2 separate regions of the Mus musculus genome follow, and region 1 is linked to region 2. Evidence: chromatin contacts called from public HiChIP or PLAC-seq data. All regions are on one chromosome and are shown on one strand. Each heading gives the region's core, a stretch centred on a gene start, on an enhancer-like site or on the middle of the called end of the contact. The rest is flanking DNA. Distances are from core to core; before and after follow the strand shown. Region 1 overlaps 4930432K21Rik (RIKEN cDNA 4930432K21 gene). Region 2 holds the start of Palm3 (paralemmin 3).

Region 1 (2,700 bases), core at 60-2,559, 140 kb after region 2:
CATCCCATATACACATAAACAAATCATACATCATACACACATCATTGACACATTAACAATCATGCATCAGCCAATCATACACACATCAGTAATAAACATTTTAAAAGATATTCTCACTTGGGAGCAGAAGCATGTGTTTTGAGTTTGCACCAGCTTGGTCTTTGTATCAAGCTCCAAGCCAGTCAGGCTGCACAGGGAGACCCAGTTTCAAAAACCAAGGTATACAAAACAAAGAGTAGCTTGAGTGGAGGGTCACTGATGCCAGGGCTGTTTAGCATCCTCATCATGGTGGCAGTTTCTAGAAGGAGAGATTGTTAGGTCAAATGTAGCTAAGACTGGCCCTCCTGATTCTCCTACCCCTGCCTCCCAAGTGCTGAATTACAGGAATGTGCTACCACAGCTGCAAGATAGGTTTTCACCAAACTCATATCCAGACCCGGATGTCATACCTGAACAACACAGGGTGTCAACACTGGAAGATGGGAGTAAATAGGAACGTCATGTAGCATTTGTTACAGCATGACTACAGTGACCTCACAGCAGAAAGCCTCTATTGTTACCACCATTGGGTTTCTGAGACAGAATCTCACTTTGTACTCCAGCCCAGCCTCACACTCTGAATTTCTTCCTCAGCCTCTAAATGTGATGATATATGTGTGCTACCAATTCCAGCCCTATGCCAGCTGGGTTTTTTTTAATGATGTATTATTTTTTAATTACCTATACGTATGTGTGTGTGTGGGTGCCTCTGCCACAGTGTGCATGTGGAAGAAAGCAAGTCTGTGTAGTCTGTTTTCTTTACCATGTGGATTCCAGGGATCAAACTCAGGCCATTAGGCTTGTCAGAAAGTACCACCTCTACCCATTGAGCTATCTCATTTGCTCTGGTGTATCTTAAGCTGATAAGTGGCTGGTGGGATTAGCCAGTAAAGTCTCATGTCACCAGATCTGACAATCTGAGAGCTTTCATAGGAGGAGAGACTCCTGCAAGTTGTCCTCTGCCCCCCATCATGGTACATGTGAGTGTGTACCTGCACACACACACACACAAACACACACTCATAAATACTTTAATAAGCTAATGAGTTGTACCACTGGGCCAACTGGCAGGAGAGACTTTAAGCCCTTCATTGAATCGCTGGGGTGGGTACAAAACTCAAGACTTTGTGCAACTAGGCAAATGCTCTGTTATGGAGTCACCCCACAGCCTACCACCTGGATTTTTATATTCTGAGATCCTGAGTGCTTGGTGCTGGCATAAAATGAGGGGCCTGTGTACTTTCCTCCTCCTGCCTTAGCAGAAAGCTCTGTCTAGAGTAGCTTCTAGAGCCCACTGTGGTACCTAGTGGTGGATACAACTATCTGATCTTGAGGACGGGATCCTCAACTAGGAAATCTCCAACTAGAAAGTTCTTCAGAGTGCTTGCTTATTGAAGGCCAGGACTGAATCTTCTTTTTCCACAGGAAACAAGGCCAGAGCTGGGAGCCCTCAAAGCAGCCAGCCAGCCACAGAGAGAGTCCCTGAGGTTCCCTCCCCATGACATCAGACCAGAAGTCCAGACACAGCCAGATGGAACCCTTTCAAAGGAGAGGACAATCTCACTAGATAATAGAAGCCTGGGGAACAATGGTTTTGAGATGGCCACAGTTCAAGACAGTAGTAGCCCCCTGTCAGATGCTGCTGCTGAAGGCAGGGAGGCAGACAGCAGAGACCCACAGGAAAGAGATGCCCAAGGAGGGGAAGCAGGGGCCCAGCATTCTGGGGAACCCCAGGAAGGAGAGGACATCCTCTACACATCAGCATTAGCTCCTGCCTCAGAGCCCACCTGGTCTGTGGCTCAAGACCTCTCTGTCCCCACATATACTCTCAGCAGCACAGCTGCAGCACCCAGCTCCACCAGCCCAGCAGATGCCTCTCTTATGGACACTGTCATTACAGAAGTGAGCTTAGATCCCTCTGTGCTGCAACAGAGTGCTCCACAGGTGGCCAAGCTGCTGGGCTCTCTGGATGAGCAGATCCCTGATGGAGGCTGCATTGGAACTCTGCTGAGCTCCACACCTCTTGCTGAGGAGACCACAGCAGGCAGAGAGGAGGCCAGATGGGAAGAGAGGTGTCATGGTGATACCCTGGCAAGCTTCACTGAGACAGAGCCTGAGAAACAAGAGCCCGTGACGGAAGCTGGAGATTCCGGCCATATAGCCCAAGAAATGGATCCAGTGGTCAAGACCAAGGACTCTGGCTCTGATGAGCAGTCGCCAGGAGATATAGGAATGCTGCCTTTACCAGCACAGTCCATGAATCAGATGTTGGTAGAGTTACGTGGCCTAACTTGTGATCAAGACTTAGAGGGCCTCAGTACCCCTCATACCTCCTCTCAGCTAGAGCACACTTGTGCAGCTAGTGACCCTCCCCAGAGCACCAAGGACTGTCACAGCAGCCCAGGCATTCCTGTACACCTGGCAGCTCCCTGTCCCAGAGACCAGGCTGCATGGCAGGAGTCCTCAGCAATGGAACTAGACTTCCTGCCTGACAGCCAGATACAGGATGCCCTGGATGCCACTAACATGGAGCAGGTAAGAGCTTTCTGTACTCAAATGTACACCCTGTCACCTTTAGGTGACAAGATAGGGCTAATGTGTCTGACTATTTATACAACATAGATGTCTGAGGGCAGAGAATCATAGCAGCTTTGGGCAAGG
Region 2 (2,700 bases), core at 41-2,540:
ACACCCCATTCCCCACCCACTTAGTTCTAGACAATTTATTACTAAGTTTCCTAGACTGGTTTTTAACTCACTTTGTAACCCAAGGGAGGCTTAACCTTGCCATTCTCCTACCTGAACCTTCCTGGAAGTGGGATTCCAAGTCAGGTGACCTACTTGATTCAGGTTCAATCAAACCTTCATATATATATGTATATATATTTGGCTCTGTTTTTGTTGAGACAGGGTTTTTCTGTATAGCCTTAACTGTCCTGGAACTCACTCTGTATTCCAGGCTGGCCTGGAACTCAGAAATCCACCTACCTCTGCCTCCTAAGTGCTGGGATCAAAGGCATGCGCCACCACCGCCAGGCAAATCTTTAGATTCTTAAGAGTCTGTACTAGACTGTGGAACATAGGCCATTCCAGCCCTTGAGGACAGCCCCAATCCAGTATGGTGGAGCCTGTGCTTCCAGGAGAGACACTCAACTTTACGTGCCAAAAGTGGCCCATGGAGCCCTGAAGCGGTCAGGAGAGGAGAGGCCTAGATGTGGGTAAGTTTACCACTCGGTGTGGTGGGGGAAGGGGTCCTTGCTCAGAGCAAGGTCCTCTGAAGCACCTAGCTGAGACAGACAAGGGCTGATCTCTTTCAAGACAAAGATCAAACCTGGTCTGGTTGTGGAGGTCTGTAATGACAGAGTTCAAAGGAAAGACATCCTCGGTAGTGAATTGGAGGCCATTTCCCTATCGTTTATTTCTACCCCCACCCTTAAACATTAAATAGCACAACAGGGTCTTCTGACCTGCAGGCCAATTGAAGTTATTCTCCCATTTCCCAGCGGGGCAAACTGAAGCCTTGAAACCTGAGGCAAATTGTCCACAGTGACCCACATCCTGGGCTTCTTGGTTGCCATGGTCTCCGAAAGCCGGGTCAGAGAGCTCTCCCTACAGCATGCTCCAAGGTCCTAGAAGGGAGAGCCAATGACTCTGGGCTTTTAGTAAAACTTTCCTGTGTGAGTGCCCAACGCAGGCGCGTGTTCCCCAGCGGCCGCGGGTCAGTGCTTGGCTGCTGTCCCCCACCTGCTGGAGCACCGGCGTGGCTGCGTGTATATGAACTGGGAGGCAGCCTAGCGCAGCGTGGAGGCCGGAGGCTGGTAAATAATTCATCCTGAGAAGTTGATAGCGCTCCCCAGCACTGCCCCAGCCCCAACCGGGCCGCGCCTCCCGCCCAAACCAGCTGGACCTGCTCTCCTGCTCCGCCCCACAGCCCCCTCCCATCAACCAAGGCCCAGTCTGGGGCCTTTGGCTCACACCTCTGCTGGGCAGTGATGGCTCTGCAGACCCCGGTGTTGTCTCCGGCCACACCCACGTAAGTGTCTGGGGTGGGGGCGGGAGGGCGGGGTGGAAAGGCTGGGGTAGGGGGCACCGGCCTGGCCTAAGAGCCCCAGTTGGCCTTTCTAAGGAGCCGAGGGGAGCACGAGGGGACGTGGTGGCCAAACCTGGGACCCATTCAGAGCCAAGCCTCTAGAGAGCTAGGCCTACTGCAGAGTTAGGGGACAAAGGGTGTCAGGATCCAAGAATGTGCATCCAAGTGTAATCCTGGTCACCAACCCTCTCAAGAATGCAGCGAGGAAATGCTAGAGATTCCAGGGAGAAAGGCGCGCCCCAACCTCCAAAGATTGGCAAAGTCTTAGGCAACAATGGCCACCCCTCCGCTCCTTGTCAGCAGCAACTCGATTATGGCTGAGGCACGACCTTGGAGTTAAGAGATGAGCGACGTGTGGGGAGTTCACCTTAGCTGAGGCTCTTTCAAAGTGAGAGAGGTTTGGTTCAGTCGCCAGCTTTTGCCTAGTATGGGATTATCCACCCTTAGTTAGGGAATGATGGGTAGAGGGGTTCCAAGAGATTATAGAAACTTCTAGAAAGAGGGCTTCCCTCCAGTATGGACCCCAATTCTGTCCTTTACTCTCTGTGCCCTCCATTGCATTATTCACCAAGTACAAACCTGGTTGCTTAGCAATGGGAACCCGATCCTCCCCCCCCCCAAGGAAGAGTTAGGGAGATAGCATCTTAGGAGTGGGACAGCTGAGGGGGACTTCAGCCCTCCCCCAAGGACAGAGTGATGAACAGGAGTCTAGACTTCCCTAGGGACATCTGTCAGGCAACCTTCAGCCCTTGCCCTAGTCGAAATCCCCTCCTCTAGGAGGGTCTCTGGCCTCCTATGTGTATCCAAATGAAGGTCCTTAGAGCCCCTGAACCCTGCACTGTGTGTTGCCAACACTGAGGGAGAAGTCCTTCGTGTCCTCATTCACCCTCCTGACTTCAGACAATCTCATGCTGTGTGTGTGTGTGTGTGTGTGTGTGTGTGTGAATGCATTTGTGTGTGTGTGAGTGAATGTGTAGAAGAGTGATAACTGTGAGTGTGAATGTGTGTGGGTAGATGTGTGTGTTCTGTGGATGTAACTGTGTGTATATAAGAGTGTGTGGTTGCATGTTTGTATGTCTTCTGTGAATGTGTGTGTGTACATATGAGAGGTGTGGGTGCATGCATGTGTATGTGTATGAGTGTATGTGTGTGTGTATGAAAGTGTGTGAGTACATGTGTTGTGTGTGTCCTCTGTGAGTGTGTGTGTCATCTGAGAGTGTTTGCAAAGGTGTGAAGGTATAAGTATGTGTGCACATGTTTGTGTGTGTGTGGATGTATGAGTGTTAAGAGTGTATGTG

Evidence for each region. HiChIP or PLAC-seq counts read pairs in DNA pulled down with a chosen protein or histone mark.
Region 1: an H3K27ac HiChIP or PLAC-seq map of extraembryonic endoderm stem cells shows a contact between it and region 2. The contact joins the enhancer-like site here to the promoter of Palm3 in region 2. A contact is called at or near these places in 18 of 39 promoter capture datasets (the C10 cell line, the HPC-7 cell line, HPC-7-derived erythroid cells and 13 more), 3 of 15 datasets of contacts at CTCF or cohesin (the NIH/3T3 cell line, large pre-B cells and pro-B cells), 94 of 484 Hi-C or Micro-C datasets (the 63-12 cell line, the AML12 cell line, the AtT-20 cell line and 66 more), 15 of 115 datasets of contacts at active chromatin or transcription factors (astrocytes, bone marrow-derived dendritic cells, craniofacial prominence and 11 more) and 5 of 9 other capture datasets (adipose tissue, embryonic stem cells, liver and 2 more).

What each region holds. Positions count from the first base shown.
Region 1 is chr8:84,165,117-84,167,816 of GRCm38.p6, forward strand. 4930432K21Rik (RIKEN cDNA 4930432K21 gene) reads left to right here. Exons shown (of 9, transcript NM_029045.2): 6 at 1,465-2,574. Among named protein-coding and RNA genes, the nearest start is that of Nanos3, 10 kb to the right of the region's middle. Within about 2 kb of position 1,310, at least 3 of the 459 cell types and tissues checked have an H3K27ac peak or open chromatin away from gene starts, as enhancers often do. A contact at or near this core is called in extraembryonic endoderm stem cells, where this site is marked.
Region 2 is chr8:84,020,184-84,022,883 of GRCm38.p6, forward strand. Palm3 (paralemmin 3) reads left to right here and starts at 1,291. Exons shown (of 7, transcript NM_028877.1): 1 at 1,291-1,345. The coding sequence starts at 1,305.